Linked DNA regions of Mus musculus: region 1 is linked to region 2. The links are chromatin contacts, called in public HiChIP or PLAC-seq maps. All regions are on one chromosome and are shown on one strand. The core of a region is the stretch at or near the end of the contact, and the rest is flanking DNA. Distances in the headings are between cores, read along the strand shown.

Region 1 (5,645 bases), core at 2,716-5,215, 910 kb after region 2:
ACCAGCATTACATAGAAAACACTGCCAAATTCAGCTGTCAGTATGGGATCTTTGCCATGGACCCTGGCCTCCTTGAATCATAGCTGTACTTTTTTTTTTTTTTTAATCTATTTGCTTTCTCGGAGCAGAAAACTTCTTAGGCTCTTTTTCAAACTTTGGAAGTTTAGCTGGGCAGAGTCTTATTTTCCAGGCTCCTTCCTTATTACTCTAGCATAAATCAGGTATCACCATAATGGCACTAATCTCTGTAATGATCACAGACCCTTTTTAAGCATGGAACGTGGTTCCAACATTACTTTTCCTACTGCTCATTTTCTTTTTGCGTGGTACGTTTTATATATCTTTGCTCCACTTCCTATTGTTTATTTAAGTATCATTAGTAGCAGCCATTCTACAGCTTCTATTTTATTCTGTCAGAAAATTTCTTCCTCCACAAACATTAGTCTCTTACATTTTAATTTATTCTCAGGGAAGTTCTTAGGACACGGGCATAAGGCATCCCAATTCTTTGACAAAATACCACACAAATGGCCCTAACCCTAACCCTAAGCACTGATATACCCCTGTGAAGTCTCTAGAGCTGAGCATCTGTGCTATGTGTTGCTCTCAGATTTACTCTCATCCAGTCTTATTTTAAAGCCACTCTTTATGTTCTGCCTAACACATTCCAATTACTCTTCTACTCCAAAATTGCAAAGTATTGCAAATTCCTTAAAATGAAATAATAAAATAAAACGTAACAAGAATAAAAGTAAAAACAACATAAACTATGGTCAGTTTATTCATAACAATACTCTGCTCTCTGGTACCAAATTCTATATTTATCACTTTTTTGTTGTTTAAAAAAAATAACACCCTGGCTATGAAATCTCATAGAAGAATGAGTTTAATTTGCTTATAGTTTCAGGGAGGTAACAGTCCACCATAGCACATTGGCAGGCATAATAATAAGCAGTAGGCATTTAGGCAATAGTAGGAAGCTGAGCAATCACATTTTCAAACAGGAAAGTAAACCACAGACAAAACATTGGTCACGGGACCTAACTTTAGTCTCCCTTTATGGCCTCCATAGGCGCCCACATGCACAGGGTACTCACGTGTGCACACACACACACACACACACACACACACACACTTTTTAACTGAAAAAAGGAATGTATATCATTAGTTTTCTCAGGACATAGAATTTCTCAGGGGGAAATTCTTTCCAGCTGTCAATTCCACACTAAACAATAAATACAAGGGAGTCGGGTTTTATTAACATTTATTCTTCTCAGGATTTACTGCTACCATAATCAGCCATCAGCATTTTAGAATAACTGTATATATATTTTGCCATATTTAACCATACAGTATTTCTATAAAATAAATAATTATTTCAATTTTGCTCTTCAGAATAATGGAGACCAAAGTAATTTAACAACTCCTTCTAGGCTACAGAATATTTAAATAGAAGAAGCTACAGTTATATACAAAGTAAACTTTACTCCAAAGCTTTGTTTGTAAATCCTAATTCAGTCCATGTGTTAGTATGGACTGAATACTTATTTGTTGAGAATACTGGAATGCTATATTAAGGACCTGGAATTTATGTTAGAATTTTACAGGTCCCTATAGTCATTCAAAATAAACACAAAGCCATGCTGTTGAAACATAAGAATCTCTCCTAGAGGGTTCTTTCAACCTTTTCATAGTTTTTAACACCACTGCTTTTTCTAGTGTAAACACTCACCAAATATGTATGATTGACTCTGCTAAATTCTTCTTCCAATGCATATAGCCATTAGAGCCCAAGCCCATGTAGATATGTATGTCCATGTCTAGTTTGAGTATTTCCAATAATACATAGACTCTTGCAGTAACAACATGCCTGTCAAAACATAGTAAAGGACCATATTTTGGGGAGAATTGCAGTGTTATTACCACTGACATGGGTATAGTGAATGAATGTCCCATAACTACTGCCTGTCAGAGCCTACTTCTATGTTGTCACCCAAATTAAATGGTACTGAGAAGCTGCTGTGGACTTGGCCAGCGATACATGTTAATGTTGATCTCTGATTCTCCAGATGGTAATTTCTACTCATGGGTCAAAAATAGTAATACAGCATGGGTTGAAATCATTTCTTTCCATATAGACTGTGGCTCTGCAGTTTCCCCAGATTCTCCTTCTCTGTGCAGAATGTAACAAAGATGATAACTCTTAATAAGGCACAGAGACTACAGAAGTAAGTTTACAGTAGTGGCAATCACTAAAATACTTGCCCCTCAGATGTGTTTCCTCATCCTCCTTTCCCTTCATGTTACTACTGAGATAAATTCATGCCATCTGTGACCTTTCTTAAGTATCTTTAACTCTTGCCAAAACCTACAGGTGGTCAGCAAAATGGCTTTCCCCCCCCCCAAAAAAAAAAAGCAAAAAAAAACCAAAACAAAACAAAACAAAACGCAACAACAAAAAACCCTAAACAACAGCAACAACAAAATAACAAAAAACAAAACAAAAAACTGAAGTGAAGACGAGGTGAATAGTAGTTTCATGGAAAATAGACCAATAAACCAACAAACCAACAAACTTCACATTATATGAGGGAACACAATAAAAGCTGTTGCCATACATTTGTAAATTTAAATTTCTTATTCTTGGTGAAATGTGTGTATGTTGTATATGATATATGTGAGTGGTAGTGAGCATTCGGGAGTTAGAAGACAACTTTCAGGAGTCAAGTCTCTCCCTCCACAGTGTTGCAGAGAACATCTTGTTTCTGATATGCTACATGCTCTAGGCTTGATTGTCTATAATTCTCCAAGCATCTTGTGTTCCCAATACCCACTTTGCCCTAAAAGTGCTAGAATTATAGATCATCACATCTAGCTTTCTGTATGTTCTAGGGATCATATTCACGTTGTTATGCTTGTTTGGCAAATGCATTTACCTGCATACCTGTCTTGCTGGCCTAGCTCATATTTCTTGCCTAGCCCTATGCCTATTTTCATGTAAGGAATTACTAGTAATATTGAAGAAAATCAGATCAGTAGGGCAATGCTTTCAAATAGTTCAAATAGTGATAAGAAGAACCATTGAAATAGCATCAAAGCAATTTCTATGGACAATTCTGTTTTGTTATGAGAACTTTTCTCTGAGGCACAACCACACAGGTGCATATGGTCCCAGGTGTCACCTTTGCCCTGGCATATTCTGATTTTAGGACACTCCTCTGATCTTCAAACAGACAATCTCATTACCTTGAAAGAAAGCAATTCTTGTTACAAACCATTAATTCTGTCTCTGCCTTTCTTCTCTGGTTATGTTTCAATAGCAAACCTGATGATGAACTGTTCTCAGTTTGATTTATTTATTTTAATGCTTTTCTCAGGCATTTTCCACTTCTGATCAGTTATTCCTACAGGCAAAGACTTCAGTTCTTGTTCTCATTTCAAGAAGTGAGATGAGCAGAGGCAGTGAACTAAAGAGCCCAGAGTTTCACTTCTTTGCATATCTTTATCCACACAGTGAATGTTGTATGGGCTCTGATGGCAAAGGCATGGGCTATCTTCCACAGTGCATAGATAAGGATTAGGTTTAATGCTTGAAAACCTTTAGGAATGGAAAGAAAGGCTGCATTCAAGGCAGAAATAAAAGGACCTATTCTCTGGCAAAACATAAAACAGCATCTGCTGCAACAAGCCCCAGTCTGAGCCACTCTGAGCAGCATCTTTTGTTACTCAAGGATGGCAGCTTTGCTGAGGCCTTTGAGGACATAAATAATGACAGATAAAGGGTCTGAGCCAAATGAGAAGCAGGAAAAAAGTCACAATTTGATGTGCAACTACTTGATTCTCAGCCATGTGAAAATAAAGAGAAGCTGACACTTGGAATTAATGAACCACCTCAGTAGCACTGGGTGACTAATTTACTATTTTATGCAGAAGAGCACACTACTAGAGCTGTCTGGTTTCCAAGAAAAGATAAAGCCATACATGTAATATACTCCTAGTGCGCCCAAATGGGCTCTCTGCCCTTGGTGTTGGCACTGTACCCTACTCCATTGACATTTTGGCAGGACTCACTAGCTTCTCTGTATGTGAGGTTCACGATCACAAAGCCCAGAAAATTCCCATTCAACTCACATATTTCAAGCAACAAATCATCTTTTTCGGTGCTTTTAACATGATAATTTCTAAGTATCCAAAGGGATAAGTAAAAACATGATGTTGGTCAGGTTTTAGACCAAAGAACTAAATCACTGACGTCACTTACTTTTGGTAGGTTATTAACAAAGCTTTTAGTGTGTCCAACAGATCATAAATACCATCAAAAACAGGTTGAACATTTTAAGTGATCAAGGGATCATTCTCCGCTCTTTAGCTTAGAAAATGGGAAACATGAAGCACATCCATACTTTATTATTTCATATTGATTCTTTAGTGATTCTCTTACATATCTTATTAAAGGGCTAGTAATGTTTTTTTTTTTCAAATTTTGAAGTGACTAATAGATACAAGCTTTACCATTAAAATGAATTTGTTGTACTTCAAGGATAATTTATGACTTTTTCTTTTAATGTCTGCACCATGAAATGTGCCAAAAAACTTTTTTGTCTGTTTATAAGTACCTATGTGCACTTTTTTAATGAGTTGCACATTTCTATTCCTCTTTAGAAGCCATCATAGTATAACATTTATTTTCATATTAAGAAATTCACTTAGGCATGATGTATGTTTCCAAAGAAGCAAAAGGCAATGATCTTCTCAGTTAAATGTAGGTTGGGAATCTCTCTGTTGTGTAAGGCTATGGTTTATCTTGCTCAAAGTAGATTACAAAACGAGGAACATAGATTAATGCAAACTAGTAGTGTGTGTGTGTGTGTGTGTGTGTGTGTGTGTGTGAGTGTGTGTGTTATTTGTCCTGTAGACCAGAGACTTAGGGTTCCTTTCCTCCATCCTTAACTGGGGAATTGTATATAGTGGACAGTTTCTGGTGAAAGAAAGAAAGTTTTGTTAGGGGTGTGACCGTTAGTAGATCCATCATGCTTCCGTGGCTGGCCCTACATCCAGGAGTATATAGTCAGTGCAATGAGAGAGATGGAGATGTATGTATGTATGTATGTATGTATGTATGTATGTATGAATGTATGCATATCAGGACACTAGGACACAAAGTTTTCCAGATAGTAGGAAATATCCAGTGTGTAAATAGTAGGTATATCTGAAGGGAGCTGAGGCAGACTTAGGGTGTTAATATGATCAAAATACATGGTATGAAATTTTCGAAGAAGTAATAAAAATGTTTGGAGAAAAAAGAAAAGAAACTTCTTCATTCAAGAAAAAATTTAATACATATTAATAAAATGTTAAACAAAAGGAAATATGCATAATTGTAATACAGATGCAATCAGAGGAGGAAAATTAATAAACAGTAGGTCTGAAGACCTAGCAGGGCTCTTTGTCTAATTACATATATTAATATTTATTGAACACTTTGTGTCATGTACTTTAGAAATTTTATCTCAATTAGTATTCATAGCAATTCTATGAAGTAGACATTATCATGCTAAATATAAGCATTAAGTGTCTGGGACTCAAAGAATATACAAAGCTAACCTCAGCAGTTGTTAGGTAGAACAGGAAGTTTTGAGCTCAAG
Region 2 (5,583 bases), core at 38-2,537:
TATTTGACAAAGGTATGCCATATGTCGTACCCAATACAATCCATACCATATTTGCCTTTTACTCAAAATTTCCAGCTTAATAATCTTTTGTGATATTCATTTCCCTTGCAACAGATTCACATCCCATTATTAATGTCATGTGAATTAAAGATTTTATATATATATCTCACATGCATACATATACACACATGCACACTTGCATGTCCTTCTGTATCCAATTATTTGTGTGTTCTTTGGCATGCCCTGACCTATTTTCATATATTCATATATTAGCAATGAGCTCATTGCACGTGGGTATGTATGGGGTAGGGGGTGGGGGGTTGCTCTCACTCGTGGAGGCTTGTTTGGAAGCTAGAGGTAGACATCCAGATGTCTCTTTCAACTGCCTGTTGACCTTACATGTTGGGATGGAGAGTAGCACTGAGTATAGAGCTCTGCATTTTAGGAAGTTAGTGAATCACCAGGACACGAATGTCCACCTCTGGGTTCTCTGGTCCATGTCACCCTGCCTAGGGATGCTGGGAATCAAAAACCTAGTTCCCATGCTTATTCAGCAAGCACATTCCCTGCTAAGCTGTTTCCATAATCCTCATGAGACCATTTTAAGGCTTCATTCTAGCTTTTTAAACATATTTGCTCATCAATATATGTCATAAGATGTTGTTGAGCTTTGAGTAGCAACAGGGTTTGCACCCAGGTTCTTTACAAATTAACTGATGATACACAAGTAGAGTTTCTGCCAGATCCTTGTATGAAATGTGTAACTTCACCATAGACTCTCTTTATATTTACCTATATCGAAATGCCAATCACTTCACCAGTCCTACTTAATAGTACGCACTATATTAAAGTGGAATCCTGTCATAGAAATATTATATGCTGGGATGCACAAGTATGCGATGGGTGGTATCCCTGATACTGGAAAGTAACTGCTGCATGAGGTTTTTATTTTAATATAGAATGCTAACATTTGTTTTCCTGCAAGTTCTGAGAGTAAGGAAAACCAACTCAGCTGCAAAAACTTTCTTTCTAGGGTCTGAAAAAAAACAGAGTTTCTTTCTTTTAAGATGCAATATAGTTCCCCATTTGCATTTAAGGTCTCCCTCATTCACTGAGTTTAGAATGCACAGCAGCAACAGAAGAATAAAGTACCCCCCAGTCCTTGTCATTTCCTCATGGCTGGACACCCTCCACTGGGACCAGATAAAGAGTAGCATTATCTTCTGAGTTCCATTCAGCAGGGAGTTCTTCCTCACTGTGGATACAGCCCGGGTCAGTGGCTCTGTCTGCAAAAGGAGGCACCCCAGAGCCCAGGCTGGTTTGATCTCTGAGGCTGGCAGCCCTTGGCTACTCCAGGTGTTGTCTGAGCCAAAGAAGGACCTTTTTGTCCATTACTTACACACACACACACACACACACACACACACACACACACACACAATGTCTAGTCAGTCATGGGTCATAGTGTCCAAAGAAAGAAAGAAAACCACTTTATTTGTTTAGTTCCCAAAGGCATCATAGAATTTTCTTCACAATGGGAATACTCTAGCTGAGGAGGGCCATCTAAAACTTAAAACCCAACGAGAGAGCTCAGAGCTATATAAAGGAAAAGTTGCAGGACCCTGTCACCTGCTGCCACTCTTCCATCTAATAATAGAGCAGTTGCTAGTTCATGACGATATGCCAAAGGGAGGGGATTATGCAAGTGGCTTCACAATGGCAAGAAGTGGCACTTTGTTTTCTCCTGCTGCCACCCGACAAAGGAAGTAGTGAGAAACAGAATCTGTTCACTCCAGTAGCCATGGAGTTGAAGGGGCCCATCCTGGCATCCCGTCTGTCCCCGAGACAGCTAGTGCCCTCCCCATCCCAGGCTTCAGTATGTGTGCCCTTGCCCACCACCATGGTTCAATTTAGCTGGATACACCAGGCCTCCTACAGCACCTGCTCAGGCTCCTAAATGCCTGTTCTGCTGGGAATTGCGCTCTAGCTTCATCTCTGCTCTCTCTCTCCCTTTGTAATTATGTTTAATCCCACAGACACCTGCCTTGGCTTTGAGACGTCACTGATGGAAAAAAAAAGAGAGAGAAAGCAAGAGAGATGAAAAGACCTTTATATCCATTTGTATCCAAATCTGGCAAATAAGCACCACAGGCCAGGGTAATTACACACGTCTAGGGGGAAGTGTGAGAATCCATAGATGAGGGAGCTCAGTCTCACTCAGTTCTGTGGGTTTATCTTCATCTGGCTCCAAATTCAGACGTAAATAAAAGTAAGGAAAGCCACGTTAAGCCCTTCCACGCTGCAGCTCAGACAGCAGTGAAGCTAAGATCTAGGTGAGGTTACTATGCTTGCCACAGTCTTGATTTGCAGTATTCCTCACTTTGTTTGACTGTGGGTGGGGGTGGGAGGAACAAATGTCAAACTACATCACTGACTGAGACACTGATGAAAATTATACGACTCTAAACAGGAGGCTTCCGTGTAACCAGCAATCTGCCTCTCTCAAGTCACCCTGATTTAATTTTTTTTCATTAAAACTATTTTGAAATGGCTTTGACATTAACATTGCCTTTGCATCAAAATATAACATAAATGTTAGTCTTCTCTGAAATACTGAGGTTGAAATTAAACACTTTAGATAAACGAATTGTCCAGAATTTCTCTCCAGTGTATACTAGAGCAAAACAAGCATTTCTGCCTTTAAATGGGTAATGGCAAGATTCTAAGGAACATGGGATTTTTGCATTAATCAAAATATTGTGGGAGAAAACTCATATAGAATGTGGAAAATCCCAAAAGATTGTGCATTGTTCAAATAATATTTTCTTTAAAATATTTGTTTTATTTCTCTGTGTATGAATGTTTGAGTATATAATATAATATATAATACAATATAATATAATATATTACATATATTGTAATACATATAACAGGCACACGTAGAGACAGTGTTTCTTTACCTTGCCAGTTATCATGATGGAGCAATGACAGTTTAGATTGTTCTTCTGTAAGATGAAATAGCCAATATTTTTTTCTCTTTCAGATTAAAGGTCAAGGGAGAAGATACTAAATAACTAATCAAGTTTGTAGTTAAAATAAAAATAATCAAATGAGCTTTAAAAAAAAAAAAGGACTGGTAAAACCAAACCAAGGCAAGTGAACCCTGAGTATAAAGCACTTGCTAACACAGCCAGTAATTGTTATGTGATTGTTTCAATGTTCAAAATAATGAAACCATCTGATATTAATTTACCCTTTGAGCATCTCCATTTATTATGTGTGATAGTAAAACATTAATTGGGAGTTCAGCTGACCCAGCTACATATGTATCGCTTATTGTTTCCTGCCCACATGAGGTTTCTAATTTATACTTTAATAATACATAATTTAGATTCTCTTTTCAAATATATAGATGTCTTAGAGTTACTATGGCTGGGACAAATAAGCATGGCCAAAGCAACTTGGGGAAGAACAATTTTATTCAGCTCATGCACTTCATCACTGTTCATCATCTAAGAAAGTTGAGACAGGAATTCAAACAAGCTAGGAGCCAGGAAGCAGGACCTGATGCACAGGCCATGGACGAGTGCATACTGACTTGCTCTCTATGGCTTGCTCAGTCTCTTTTCTTATAGAACCCAAGACCACCAGCCCAGGGGTGCCCCACTCACAATGGATTAGGTTCTCCCACATCAATCACTAAGTAAGAAAATGCTCTAGAGGTTTGCATCCAGTCCTGTCTTATGGAGGCATTTTCTCAATTGAGTTTCCCCACCTCTCAGATGAATCTAGCCTGTGTCAGGTTGACATAAACCCTGCCAGCACAGCAGTCTTTTATTGAGTTTTAAAAGATACTTTGAGAGGAACCGGCATAGGTTGTGAAACAAGAAAACTAGGATAATAATGTCTGACGAAGTATTACGTGGAGTATTATGGCTTTGATGATGCTAAGTCTGTCTGAAGATAGTTTAGTACTTACTTGTAAAGCTGGACTGAGAAAAGCATAAATGTTTTTATTTGTATTTATTTTTATGAAACAAATAAATGAAAAAATATTTTTATGAAACAATATATACATAATATATATGTGTGTATGTATAATATATGAAGTGATTTGCTGTAATAATACAGCCCTGTGTCTGCTGGGCACTCTCTCTGTTATAAGTAGGTGAGGCACAAGGACCAAATGGCTGCCCCTCAGAGTTTCCACCCCTGGTATCGTCCTCCTGTTGCACACTGTGTATATTAGAAGTGTGTGAGGCATGGTGACTGGGCACTGCTACACAAAGGCTCTATTCCTGCAGTCTTCACTCTGTGGTCCTTAAAGCTGTGTGATACAATGTAATTTGCATTATCTAATTAACTTGGATTTTAAGTTCTGTTATCTTCTTTTAATGAACTAAATTCTCATGAAATGGGCAAGGGGCTTAATCCTAAAGAATATCAGGGTCAGAGATAAAACAAATCATATAATCACTGTCAAAGCCAAGATACAGGGGGCTTGCTTCTTACCTACCTCCAGTGAGCTCATTATCAGCTCCTTCTTGATGAGGGGAAGATGATATGAGATTTGAGTAGCAATCGACATGCTAGAATTAATATTAAAAAGAAGATTACTTGAAGCCCAGATTGAGATCCATAATGATTCATGACAAGCCTTGCATTAACTATGTGTTCTACAGTGGGATGCCAGTTAAGAATGACTATCACAGCAAGGGATTTAAAAATAATATCCTCTATACTTTGCCCCATCCTTTACCCTTTATCTACTTTTTGTGAACTTAATGATTTGTATGCATATTGGCTCATTATGTGTGTGCATTTTAGATCATGTAGTCTAAGCACCATGAGTTGATTACTATTTCTTGTCTGTATGCTACTGGTGAGTCATGTGACCACCCTGATATCTGTTATCTCATGTAGAAAATGATGCTCACTTACCATATCCAAGTTAATTGTTTGGTTTCATAAACACTTAATGATGCTTAACTTCTAGAATCTTCTGCCAGGTTTTTAATGAAAAATGAAGAGCCCCCCCCTCAAAACCACAATCAAATTTCTGTCTGTTAGAACCTCTCTCTCTCTCTCTCTCTCTCTCTCTCTCTCTCTCTCACACACACACACACACAAGCACATACACACAATTCACATTGTAATGCCACTATCAAATATGAAATCTGCTTGAATTTTGGGTGACCTGAAATCTGCCAGGACCCATTACAAGCTGGGATATTTAGTGACCAGTAAACTATCTATCTATTTATTTATTTATTTCCCACAAAGCAGCAGTAGTTAAGCAGCTGACCAGGGGCTGTGCAATCAGTGTGAGCTGCAGAATTAGGAAGGCATACTGGGTCTCCTCAGTACTGGCTGAAGGGTTACATGTGCCTATTTAATTTTCCTTTATTAAGGTCTGCCCTAAACATGGCAGTGTTAGTAAGAAGGTTGTTAGCAACTTATTTGCTTCATTAAAATTTATGGCACATTTTATGTTCACCATCTGGGGCAATGTCTCCCCACCTCACTGTTAAAATGTAACTTAAAACCATGTCTAGCACTGATAATTGCTGGGAGAAAAAAACC

Evidence for each region. HiChIP or PLAC-seq counts read pairs in DNA pulled down with a chosen protein or histone mark.
Region 1: a contact with region 2 is called in an H3K27ac HiChIP or PLAC-seq map of oligodendrocyte precursor cells, with 5 times the contacts expected there. The contact joins two enhancer-like sites. A contact is called at or near these places in 3 of 115 datasets of contacts at active chromatin or transcription factors (astrocytes, oligodendrocyte precursor cells and stem cell-derived neural progenitor cells).

What each region holds. Positions count from the first base shown.
Region 1 is chr13:26,653,521-26,659,165 of GRCm38.p6, forward strand. No RefSeq gene overlaps it. Among named protein-coding and RNA genes, the nearest start is that of Hdgfl1, 110 kb to the right of the region's middle. Within about 2 kb of position 3,966, at least 44 of the 459 cell types and tissues checked have an H3K27ac peak or open chromatin away from gene starts, as enhancers often do. A contact at or near this core is called in oligodendrocyte precursor cells and stem cell-derived neural progenitor cells, where this site is marked.
Region 2 is chr13:25,749,339-25,754,921 of GRCm38.p6, forward strand. No RefSeq gene overlaps it. Among named protein-coding and RNA genes, the nearest start is that of Gm11351, 210 kb to the right of the region's middle. Within about 2 kb of position 1,288, at least 33 of the 459 cell types and tissues checked have an H3K27ac peak or open chromatin away from gene starts, as enhancers often do. A contact at or near this core is called in oligodendrocyte precursor cells and stem cell-derived neural progenitor cells, where this site is marked.